3 separate regions of the Arabidopsis thaliana genome follow, and regions 1 and 2 are each linked to region 3. The links are chromatin contacts, called in public capture Hi-C maps. All regions are on one chromosome and are shown on one strand. Each heading gives the region's core, a stretch centred on a gene start, on an enhancer-like site or on the middle of the called end of the contact. The rest is flanking DNA. Distances are from core to core; before and after follow the strand shown.

Evidence for each region. Capture Hi-C pulls out chosen DNA fragments and counts their contacts.
Region 1: a capture Hi-C map of root shows a contact between it and region 3, with 2.5 times the contacts expected there. The contact joins the promoter of AT5G27950 here to the promoter of AT5G27889 in region 3. A contact is called at or near these places in 4 of 26 Hi-C or Micro-C datasets (callus, root and seed embryo) and 2 of 3 other capture datasets (root and shoot).
Region 2: a capture Hi-C map of shoot shows a contact between it and region 3, with 2.1 times the contacts expected there. The contact joins the promoter of AT5G27970 here to the promoter of AT5G27889 in region 3. A contact is called at or near these places in 2 of 26 Hi-C or Micro-C datasets (root and seed embryo) and 2 of 3 other capture datasets (root and shoot).

What each region holds. Positions count from the first base shown.
Region 1 is chr5:9,981,761-9,985,972 of TAIR10.1, forward strand. It overlaps AT5G27950 (P-loop containing nucleoside triphosphate hydrolases superfamily protein), which reads left to right and starts at 2,286. Exons shown (of 10, transcript NM_122678.3): 1 at 2,286-3,161; 2 at 3,242-3,325; 3 at 3,413-3,574; 4 at 3,693-3,799; 5 at 3,876-4,060; 6 at 4,130-4,212. The coding sequence starts at 3,014. It also overlaps the pseudogene AT5G27947.
Region 2 is chr5:10,002,356-10,006,336 of TAIR10.1, forward strand. It overlaps AT5G27970 (ARM repeat superfamily protein), which reads left to right and starts at 2,056. Exons shown (of 44, transcript NM_001344049.1): 1 at 2,056-2,469; 2 at 2,715-2,900; 3 at 3,028-3,117; 4 at 3,418-3,488; 5 at 3,606-3,761. The coding sequence starts at 2,365.
Region 3 is chr5:9,901,822-9,905,949 of TAIR10.1, forward strand. It overlaps AT5G27889, which reads left to right and starts at 1,616. Exons shown (of 1, transcript NM_001125816.1): 1 at 1,616-1,777. The coding sequence starts at 1,616. The coding sequence ends at 1,777. AT5G27890 reads left to right here and starts at 1,819. Exons shown (of 6, transcript NM_122671.7): 1 at 1,819-2,110; 2 at 2,226-2,387; 3 at 2,566-2,637; 4 at 2,748-2,984; 5 at 3,187-3,308; 6 at 3,395-4,100. The coding sequence starts at 1,819. The coding sequence ends at 3,526.

The DNA.
Region 1 (4,212 bases), core at 1,036-3,535, 81 kb after region 3:
TACTGAAAACCTTGAACAGAAGAAACAGGAGCTGGACCCCAAAGATCACAGTGAACTCTCTCTAGGGGTCTTGAAGCATTAAAGCCAACTGACCATTATTGGTGATGTGAGCTGTTGCTGCAGAGTCAGGAACCCAAGCACCATCATCAGTAAAATCAGTAATGTGCAAAGCAGAGAACGTAGCAGCAGCAGCTTCAGAATGCTGATAGCTTTCATCGAAGCGATACCAACATTGAAGAGCAGGATGTCCTCTTTTGCCACAGATCTGACAAGTTGGTCTTTCACTAGGAGAGGAAGACTGAGAACCTGAAGAGGGAAACTGTTGCTGAAAACCTCGACCTCTGGTTGAGTAGTTTCTGCGTCCTCTTCCTTTTGATCCTTTGCCTCGACCTTGATTGTTGAATGTACCAAAAGCAAGATGCGGAGAAACGTCCGTTGTGTTGTAGCTTTGCATCCTATCATCAAAGCCTTTGAGACGATGCATGATTTCAGCGTAGGTTGGGCCAGGAAAGGTATCTAAGGTATTCTCAAGCGAAGTGATGAGAGGTTCATATTCACGGGTTAAACCATGAACCATTGCAAAAATTTTCATCTTCTCTGTAACAAGACTCCCAACTGAAGCAAGCTGGTCACAAATAGTCTTGAGACAACGCAAATATTCATCCATGGTTTTTCCTTCTTTTGACAAACCATGGAGACGGCGCTGAAGCTCAAAGACACGAGATGCAGAGATTCGATTGAAATGACCAACAAGATTTAGCCATACCTCTTGAGATGTTTTAGATCCAACAACCACACTGAGAATGTCTTCAGAAAGCGAACCCAGAAGCCACGCCTTGACAACTTGATCTGAACGGTGCCAAGCTTCGTAGTCTGGATTTGCAACTGTATTTGTGTGACCTTCAATGTGAGGAACCGGAATGGTGCTTGCTAGAACAGAGATGCTACCGGTGACAAAACCAAAAAGACCTTGACCAGAGAGAAACGATTCAAACTGTGATTTCCACAGTAAGTAGTTGCGATCTATAAGAGTTACAGTAACGCAATTTGAGATGTTTAGTGGAGGACATGAGTAAACTTCCATGGATTTGTCCATGGCTATGATACCATGAAGATATGAAGCTTAGATGGAAAAATCTTTCTTTTGATTTTATTTCATTCAGCCTATTTTGTGATTACAACGATACATTGGTTTTATAGTTTCTATTTCTTAACCTAATGTATCCTTGATTTGCTTAGCTGTCTATTGATAATCACGTGGCATAGCTATCATCACACAATCTGAGAGCGTCGTAACGGTTCCTTGTCGTCACTTCCGTATCTGATGATACAGATTGCTCTGCTGATCTTCTGTATTTGTCGCTTGTTGCAGGTAGCCGTTGTATGGAGATGAGCTTTGGTGAAGACCGAATCGCATTGGGCTTCTGTATCTTTTGGCCCATTTGCAAAGATCTATCGTTTTGAGCTGTGATTTTATTTGAGTATCATAAACCCAAAAATCATACAAGTATAATACAAAATCTCCAACAATAAACAAGTTTGAATATTAATTTTTAATATTCGGGATCCGTTTATTTTTGGGAACAAATTCAATTTCCTATTTCACCAACCAGATTGAATTCACCACCAAAAGAGATCGACGTGTGCCCGACATCAGACTTTGCAAGGCACATACCACCAAGATCTCATCTTTAACGGTGTCCAATCTGCTCCTCCTCATTCATCTCCGCCGTCGACACTTTGAATCCCATGTATCATCATTCCCGTAAGTAAACTTCCGTCCATAAATTTACGACGGTGGAACCGAGATGAATATGGTGGGGAGACGGTGATGGAGATTAGATGGAGATGAGATGGAGATAGTGAAGGAAATGGTGATGGAGAAAACATTCACGGCGGCAGAAAAAATATGTTATGAAACCCTAATAGTTAAGTCCCAAACAAACTCAAATTCCATCATTTTGTCGTAGTGGGCTAATATTGGACTATTGGGCTTAACATTGATAATGTGTATTTGATTAAGCCCAGGATACAAATATAATTTAAGCCCATAATACAAATATGTAGACATATTGAACGGATGCGGATATTCGGCTCTGATTTTTTTCATAATCCGGATCCGTATCCGGATCCGCCGGATTCGTAAATGCTTTATCCGTATCCGGATCCGTCGCACCCGGTTATTCGGTTTTCCGGATCAGATCACGGATCCGGATTTGAATACCCGCGGATAACGGATTTTAGTCCCAGGCCTAATATACATGCTCTAATGAAGAAAAATAAAAGGAACAAACTTTTTCTATGCCTTTGAATGGACCTACCATGAACCTGATTCTCTCTTCAATCATTTTTTTTTCTTTCTTTTAGATTGTTTTTGATCCTGAAATGCTCAAAAAGTCGTCGTACTAATCCACTATCGTGTTGGAAGATGAAACAGAGTGAAAGAGACAGAAGAAACAAGAACCATTTGTGAAATCAAGAACCATCATTATTCCATCACCAGACACAGAATTGTTCAATCATTTGACAAAAACCTTCTAATCCATACCCTTTTGTCAAAATCAACACTTGGGTTTTCAATAGTTTATAGCTTTAAACCCATAAGAACGAATCTGGTTCTGTTTCTCTGGTTAATGATTGAGATTCTTCAAAGTTTTGATTTTTTTTGTAGATTGCTTCATCTTCAATTTTCACTTTTCATTTGTATTAAACATTTTCTTGTTCCGAGGGGTTTTCTTGTTTCTGACAAATAAAAAAAAACTTTCCTTTTCTCTCTCTGTTTTGAATTTACATTAATCAATTATCTGTCTCCTGAGGTTTTATGACAACTCAAGTTGTCTTCTTGTTCAAAGTTCTGCAATAAATTATAATAATTGATAAGTTTAGAGTTCTTTTTCCTTTGTTCCTAACTACCATTCTTTACATTGGATACGTTGAGTTTGTTGTCTTTGTCTCCATTCCACTCCCACTTCCACTTTTTTTTTTGTCAGATATTGGATCTCGTTCAGGTCAAATGTTGATTTCAGCTGAAAAAGGAGAGATCTTGATCCCTCAATCTCCACTTAGCTCTGAATCTGTTGTTCCTTTGGTCTATACTGATGTCAATGTTGTTCCTGAACATGAAAGTAATCAGCTTGAGAAGTCAATATCAAACCTTGAAGGTATCTCTTTATTTTGCTTCTTCTCAGTTATTTGATCAATAGGTTTTAAAAAATGAATTTTTGGGTTGGTATTGTTACAGAAGAAGTTTTTGAATTGAAGTTGAAGCTTAAGTCTTTGGATGAAAAGAGAAAGCAAGTTCTGAATAAGATTATAGACACTAAAGGTTTGTTATCACTTATCACATTTTGAAACTTCTTTTGTGGGTTTAGTTTTGATTGTGTTAAGATTAAGGATTTGGCTTAAATTGCAGGAAGTATACGTGTGTTTTGTAGAGTTAGACCATTTCTATTAACGGAAAGGAGACCGATTAGGGAACCTGTTTCGTTTGGACCAGATAATGTTGTTATAAGATCTGCTGGAAGTAGTAAAGAATTTGAGTTTGATAAAGTTTTTCATCAATCAGCAACTCAAGGTTAGTCTACTGTTAGGCTTTAGTGATATCACTTCTTTTGGTTTCTTAGCTTTCTGTTTCCTTCCAGTTGTGAGTAAATGAGGCCTTCTTCTCCTGGTTGAAAAAAAAAACTCTGTAGAAGAAGTTTTCGGAGAAGTGAAACCGATTCTTAGATCTGCTCTTGATGGTCACAATGTATGTGTCTTGGCGTATGGTCAAACGGGAACTGGCAAGACTTTTACCATGGTTAGTCCTTCTTGATATTCAGAGAGTTGGTATTGTTTCTAAGATAAGGAAGAGTTTTACTTTATGCCTTGTTTAGGATGGCACAAGTGAGCAACCAGGTCTTGCTCCTAGAGCTATTAAAGAGCTTTTCAATGAAGCTTCAATGGACCAAACACATTCCGTGACATTTAGGATGAGTATGTTGGAAATCTACATGGGTAACTTGAAAGATTTGTTGTCTGCAAGACAGTCTTTGAAGTCATATGAAGCCTCAGCTAAATGGTTAGTAACCAAAGTTTTATCTCTAAAAGAATTAAAAAATTTCTAAGTACTGCCTTAACTTTACTGCAGTAACCTTAATATTCAAGTAGACTCAAAGGGTTCGGTTGAAATTGAGGGTTTGACTGAAGTGGAAGTAATGGATTTTACAAAGG
Region 2 (3,981 bases), core at 806-3,305, 100 kb after region 3:
TCTTCATAAAAATCAAAATCCCAAAACCCCCAAATTCAAATTAAGAACCCTAAAAAGCTGAATTCTTAATTTTGTAATTGAAAACCGGATTTCCAGTTTAGGATGAGCAACCTTTCATCGAGTTCGACGGGATCAACGGGACCACGTGGAAGAGGAAGAGTGGTCGAAGTGCCATCAAGATGATGGTGCGAGGAACTAAATTGGTAGTCAACATAAAATTGAGGATTTAAATCACCAAGTACATAGTTCATGCTTTAAACCAACGAAAATGGTAAACTAATGATTTAAATGACATTTTTCCCAATGTATATATATAATAACTACCCAACACTATGAATCATGATAGTTCCTTTTTTCTTTGATAATATTAAGGACATCAAGGCACTAACAAACATGGCAACCTTATGAAAGTATAAAACAATTTACATAACAAAAAGGTTAAGACCAATTAGTTTAACTAAAAATGAATGTTATCGAATTTACAAAATTATACGTGATTTGAAGTATTCCATTATATACATTTTTTTTGGGACAAATTCCATTACATACATGTTTTTTTTTGGGACAAATTCCATTACATACATGTTTTTTGGGGACAAATTCCATAAACAAAAAATACTTCACTTTTTTTCTCTCTCTCGGGCAACTTTCTAAATCTAGTTTTTTTTTCTTCTTTTTTTTTATTTCTTTTTAATCTTCACTTGAGGTTTACGACTTCAACGGTGAATCAAGGGGGAGCAAGCTTCCTTCTCCAACAACGGTGATGTGTGTTATTCGTCATGTGACGCATCTATGGCTCTTTCATGGCGGTTTGAGAAGCTATGATATCGTTCGCTCTGATTCGAGGACGGAGGTTTCATAGACGAGTGTCTCACGGCTCATCCGCCCTATTGGCCGCTGCGACTAGCGGTGGAAGTTATCCGACGACTTTTTTCGTGCTATGTTTGTCAATCTCCCAAAATATTTCTGTATCTAGATTATTCTTTTTTGGTTCATTATAAATAAATATATTTAATTTTAAACGTTCATAGTGTATTTTAAATTTGGAACCAATAAAATGGGAGAGAAATAACACATGTCAAATAAAGAGATGACATATGTCACAACTTTAGAACATATGTTTTGTGAAAAACTTATTTTATTATATAAGATATGTTGGTTGTAACAAAAAATAAAATAAAAAATTCTACTTCACGGGTTCTCTCCTAGTTTCTTTAATGAGTTATCCGAACCAAATAAAAACTTGATTCGAATCCGGATTTTATTCAATCGAACTGAACTAATCAAAATTTCATCAAAAAGTAATAAATCTTCTTAATATATTTATATCATTGAAACATATTAAAAGTCTATAAAATAATTAGGTTTTTAATAAAGAAATCCAGCCCCAATCCAAAAGAAAAGACCAACTAATTCCTCGCCTTTTGCAATTTCGTATAATTATTTCCCAATTTTTGTGTTTGTTAATTAAATCTCTAAATGTTCGCTGACTTCATAAATTTGGATTACGTAAAAAACGACTTTCATTAGTAAAAAGCTGAAGAAGAGTGGTGAACATATTGTACCACGACCCCTCTTGTTCTACACATCTATCGAAAAGCTTAGAGACTAACAATATTTTATGTAAGAAAGTTGTTTTTTTTTATTCTAGACTTTCACATGATAACAAAAAATATAACATATATCTAGCTAGATATTTACATAATGATTCCATAGTAGAATCATATTTTTGTTTGTGTGAAATGATTGTAATGTTTTCCTCATCTTGAAGATTCAAATCCTTTTTTTCAGAAGTTGTACAAACCACAACCAAATATCTTTATCTTCCACCTCAACCATTGTTTAAAGAATTAGCTACAAACATTTACGGTTATCTTCCACCTCAACCATTGTTAACAGTTAGACTTTTATGAAGTCAACAAATTCTTAAAGACAATTGGCAAACGCAAAATTTAGTCATTTTATCCAAAATTCTAAACTGAAACGGAGCCAAAATAAAATTCAGTTTTATTTGGTGCCTAATTTATAAAATCCAATAATACGTAACCCACAAATCTCGAACCAAACTATACCAAAGAATACCCAAAATTAATATCAGATTTGAGGCACGTGAGATACGCCTGCTAAGATACACACAGCTCGAAATCTGAGTCCTTCTCTTCTTTTTCGCCATCGGAAAGTTCTTACCTTCGATTTCAATTTCTTGCTTTCTTCTCAGTTCGTCACGATCGGAGCTTTTTGTCCGATCTCAAATGCCCAAACTCCTCCATTTAGTTATCTTCCCGGTAGCATCTAAGTAGCTTGAAATCCCTAATATCGGAGTTGCTCTCTCCCAGAAAATCTCGAGAGGTTCAAGTAACGAAAATGGCTTTGGTGGCGGCTTTAGAGGCGGATCTTCGCGCTCTCTCCGCCGAAGCGCGGCGGAGGTATCCCGCCGTGAAAGACGGAGCCGAGCACGCAATCCTAAAGGTTAGGATTTCTCCACAGTAATGTACAAGTGTGTTGTTCGAGCTTGAATTCACTGTAATCATTGAGATTCAAATTGGTGTTTGTTTTAGTTAATTCGCATTATAATTTTCCACTTTAGACTCTAAAATTGAATTGTTGAACTCAGTGAGCTTGGAGAATGGATAGCATTTACATTGTTGGAATCTTTGTTGGAATGTTTCTGGTGAATTGAATTGTTAAATGTGGAGTCATTCTTGCTTTTTCAGCTTCGGTCGTCATCGAGTGCCAGTGATCTTTCAAGCAATGAAGACATTCTTCGGATATTTCTGATGGCGTGTGGAGTCAGGAATACAAAGCTTAGTGTTATAGGACTTTCCTGCTTGCAGAAGCTTATATCTCATGATGCAGTTGAACCATCATCTCTAAAGGAGATACTTTATACATTGAAAGATGTAAGTTGGGGTTTCTGTACCTCTCTGCATTATATTAGATAGTAATATAAAGCTATCCTTCGTCTTCTTCTTTTTTATTTGAGTTAAGGCAAAACAGCTATCTGACGCCGTGTTTCCTTACTTGCAGCATTCAGAAATGGCAGAAGAAAATATTCAACTAAAGACTCTACAAACTATTCTAATAATATTTCAGTCTCGACTACATCCAGAAACAGAGGTGAATACACCAAGCTTGATCTAGTAAGAATGGAAGTCTAACACAAAACTGCTGGTAGTCGAAGTTGGAAATTTAACAAAACATCAATCCTGATCCTGGTCTTTAACGTAAACAAAACTTAAAATAGTTTTATGCATATAACAATAGAATGCAGATGTCAGGAATTTTTTTTTTTTTTTGGAGTGACCCATCAAATAAGACCACTAAACCAAACTGTCCTGTACTAATGTAAAATCATTAGTTCTCCATTGATCTGCTTGCTTGTTGCTTTGATAACTTTAGCTTCTTTCTTAATTCCAGGATAATATGGTCCTAGGACTAAGCATCTGTCTCACGCTTCTTGATAATAACCGTCCTCCTAGTGTTTACAAGTACGTTGCTTTTATAAAAACCTTACCTCATTTCTCCTATATTATTATTTTCTTTTACTTTTTTGTTTTACTTTGTCAAAAATAAAATTTATGGTTTTGTTTTTTTTGGTCTCCTAGTACTGCTGCAGCTACCTTCAGGCAAGCAGTTGCATTGATTTTTGATCAAGTGGTTTCGGCTGAGTCCCTTCCTATGCCTAAATTTGGTTCGAGCAGTCAAACAGCAAGGACTGGATCAGTTACTGGAGATTTGAGTCAGAATATCAATAATTCAGGGTACGTCAGTCCTGATCAATTCTGTCTGTTGTACTCTTTTATCTTAAACTTTGTACTGTCTTTACTGGGTAAATATAGTATTAGAGCTTTGTGGAATTATGGTTATTTTTATACACACTGGGGGATGAAATGATTACATGCCGGTTGATTTGAGCTTTTCCTGATGAAGTGAAAGACATAGGCTCTCCTTTTTGAACTTACGCTTTAGTCAATTGGAACC
Region 3 (4,128 bases), core at 366-2,865:
TGTAGAAGAAAAAATCGAACTTGGTACTTAGACACCAATTTGAAAGACCACTTTTACTCACTATAACAACTTTTTGTCAATTCCATAATTGTTTGTACCGAAGTCGTAACAACGAATAAGTAAAGAATTTTCGGGGAGACGAAATATCTTTTCTTAGCTGACGAACGAGAACGGTAAACAACAGACCGATCGAATAGTTACAAGTAATTTCTATCGATCGGCAACGTAACATGACTCGAATTGAGAACAAAACGAACCGTCAACTGAAACGAACCGAGAACAAAAACAAACCGAGAACAAAACGAACTGAGAACAATAACAAACCGAGAACAAAAACGAACTGAATGACAATGCGTTTTAGTCCAAATATAACTCTGATTCTCTGAGTATCATCTTGTGTGCCACTATTTCGGAAATAGTGCTTTATTTATAGGACAAGCTTTCTGACTTTCTTCGGCAAATTACCGTTTTGCCCTTCAGGTTTAGTGGACTGATTTGGTGGAGAAATTGCTCATTAAACTCTTAAATATTAGTTTGGGCCAAATAATATGGAGAGGGTGAAGCCCATGTCCAACAATAAGCCCCCCCTAGTTCATCAGACGAGAATTTTGTTGAGTCTGGTGAGCGTGTTTCTTGAGTCGGAATATGTCGATTTGGTCTTAAACAGAGATTACGCCGTAAATATATTTTTTTGAATTTTATGCCTTGTGCACGTTTTTCTAGGAGCACGGAACTCTGATGATTTATGTCGTGGATACGCTTTCTCCAGAGTGCATAATTTTTTTCGGTGGACAATATCCCAAGAATTTTTACTGTAGATAATTTCTTCACTATATATATCTCATCCTTTTCACTTCTCACCATTTCACCAAAAGGTAAATCATCTTTTTCTCTCTTCTTTATCTCTTTCTTTCCTTCTTGCGATTGGTTGTGGTTCGTTTCCTCCTTAGTTCGGCGAAGCTTGATTCAAACTGTGGTTCAGCTTGAATTTCGGATTTGGTGTGATTTGTTGAGACATTGATTTGATGAGGCTGGTTTGGCAAAGCGTTGGTTTGCAGCGGCTGGTTCGTTGAGATGGAGACTTTGATTTGGAGGTTCAATTGCCGTTCGGTTTGAAGAGGAGGAGCTTCGTTCGGTTTACAGCGGCTTGGTTCGGTGAAATCCTTGTTCAGCGAGGAGAAGAAGCGTGCGGATCGGTTCGGCGAGAGGGAGAAGCTTGAATCGGTGAGGAGCTTGCTTGGTGATCTTTAGTTCGGGCCTAAGGTCTTGGTTTGGCGAGAAGGAGAAGTTTGCGGTTCGATCGGGGAGCTTGTATCGGCTAGTTCGGTGAGAAGAGGAGAAAGAGCTGGTTCGGTTCGGCGAGAAGGGGGAACTTGAATTGGCGGCAAAATTTGACAATCTATTTGGACTCTCTTGGTTCGGTGATAAGAGGAGGAGTAAGCCTGGTTAAGAGGAGGAGGAGGAAGCTTGGTTCGGTGAGAAGTGAGAAGAAGGAACCGGTTTGGTGAGAAGAGGAAGAAACCTACCGGTTCAGCCAAAGAAGAAGGAAACCGGTTCGGTGAGAGGAAGAGATTTGCGGTTCGGTTTGGTAGGACAACCGGTCTGGTTTGGGACGATGGACCGTAGTTGGTTTGATTTGAATGGTTATGGAACTAACCAAGATGCTTATCACGTGATAAATGACGGTTTGTCGATTGAAGATTTTGAAGGGCGTGATTTAGCTGGTTTTCTGGCGAAGTTGATGATGGGAATTTGGGAGACATTGAGGCTTTTTTAAATGTAAATCATGCGGTTATAAGTCATGGTATCGTAAAGACTATGAGTCAGCTTGAAGATTACCGTAGAGAAATGGAGTCTAGAGAGGTTGATGAAGATGACATCGTCGTTAACGCTCAACATAGATCTATTGTCGCGGGACTTCGTTCTCTAAGATGGGCTCCTATTGGTGATGAGTCCATGATCGTTCCTGATCCGCGGGATGACGGACCAACGTTACGCAATAGAAAGAGATTGACTAACTTGATTGACCAATCCATTTTTCCCAAAGGTTTGACAGTAGTGGTACCAAAACCGCATCAACGTCCTTGGAGACCTCCTCAGGGATTCTTCTGTATGTATGAAGATTATTTTACAGATGTTGGGCTTCGCTTTCTTCTCCCCGATTTTCTCGTGCGATATTGTCTTCGATGGAAGATTGCGTTTTCTCTAACTCGCTCTTGCTGCAGTTCGCTATGCAGTTGGCTTGATGATGTTGGGAGCCGACTGTGGAGTTGAGATCGATGCGGACATTTTCGAAGAGGCTACGACCTTTGCTGTTCCAAAAGATAATCCGGGATTATGTCGAGTGAATGCCAGACCTTACCATAAGGTCGTTAAAGGGATGAAGAGTAAAGTTCAGGATTGGCGGCACTACTACATTTTCGTGGAGTTATCCGAGATTTATGTTTCGGATCGTGACGTTTTTTTTATTTCCGAGTGGAATATGTTTCACGTTAGATCTTTTTAGTTATGCTCATGGGACTGTTGTGAATGCTACTTTCTTACCGCATTTTTGTTTGTTCGCAGCGCATGATTTTCGACCTAGAGGAGCATTTGGAGGGATATCAGCGAGCCTTGCTGCTGTTAGGACGAGAGATCGTTTGCATTGGCCAGACGTTATCGACTCATTTGATTTTGTAAGTTCATTGAAAATCTTGTTCGTTAGTCCGATTGTCTTGATACGTTTTTTTATGGAGACTGAATTGCAGATTCGCCGTCAAGTTCAGAGATGGGAAAAGCTAGTCGCCAGATTCCGATTTACGTCGATACGTTCGGAGAAGATAGTTCGGTAGAGACGGATGTCAATGTATCCGCCGTTGTAACCGAACAACAACAGGTGGTGACAAAGGTTTCAGAGAGTGGTGTGATCGAGACTAACCGCCGGGCTGCTAGCGAGGATAGGATGACGCGACTTTCAGATGCTCAAGCTAGGAAGAAAGCTTCAGGTTCTGTTAGTGAGGATAGGGCGAGGCAGCTTTAGAACGTTCGTGCCGGGAAGAAAGCTTCGGGTTCTGTTAGTAAAGATAGAGCTATTTTCCGTGAGCCATCGAGTGTTGACGTTTCCTCGCGGAGGCTCTACTCAAGATATTCGGGAGGTCGATCACTCCTTTTCTTTCAATTATGATAGAAAAGGTTATCCATTTCCAGACAGCAGAAGTTATTGCGGCGAGTTTGCTAGAAAAGTTATCGGGTCGTCTCGTGAGTTCCCTCCCGTTGAATCCCCTATAGCAAAAAATCTCTACCAAATTTGGGCTTGTAAGGAGGTTCAGGTATGTTTATCCTATGTTTCTCGCTTTGTCGCGTTTATCGTGTTCTGTTATGATAACTTTTTGTTCTCTTTTTTATCTGTTATCAGTCGATTACCACCGGAAATGCATTATACAATTTTCTCGAGGAACAGGCGAGAGAGGTGAGGGAGGAAACGGTGGCCGTTCAGAAAAACGAAAGACCGCGGAATTTATTGCAGCAACTCGTTTGTGTAACTTGAACTCACAGAGCTCTTGGAAAGTCTCAAAAAGTCGGATAATTTTAGTCGAGCTGAGCAATCAAGGTTGAGAAGTTCCCTTGACGATGCTCTTCGTACTGCTCGTTCCGAATGGAGCCGCTTTAAAGATGATGTTGCTATTTATAAAGCCAGGATCGATCGGCTAAAGAAGCATATGCTTGACAAACGTGTTGCAGACGAATCTCTTTTCATGCAATGCCAAGCCGTAGGTTCTCGGAAACTCTTGAAGAAATTGATCAAAAACGGTACCGCAATCCTAAGGGAGACTATGTGCGAGCTTAAGGTTGACAAAAACAATTGGCGCGAAGTGGTCGATGCTCTTGAGATTACCGATCTTCTTGATGATGACCTCGTGGCCTTTCCAGAGTTTGAGGACGAGGCATCGATGACGACAGCTGAGGGCGAAGCAAGGATTGGTGGTACTTAGGTCGTTGTGACCTTCCAAAGTGGCATGAGGATGGGGGTCGCTTTTATGCTATTTGTTTTATCTCTTTCGGTATCGTAAACTTTGTTCGGCATTTTTTTTTGTTATAGATGTGCCCGCGAAGGGTTGCCTACGTACCCTTTAGAAGGGATCAAGCAAT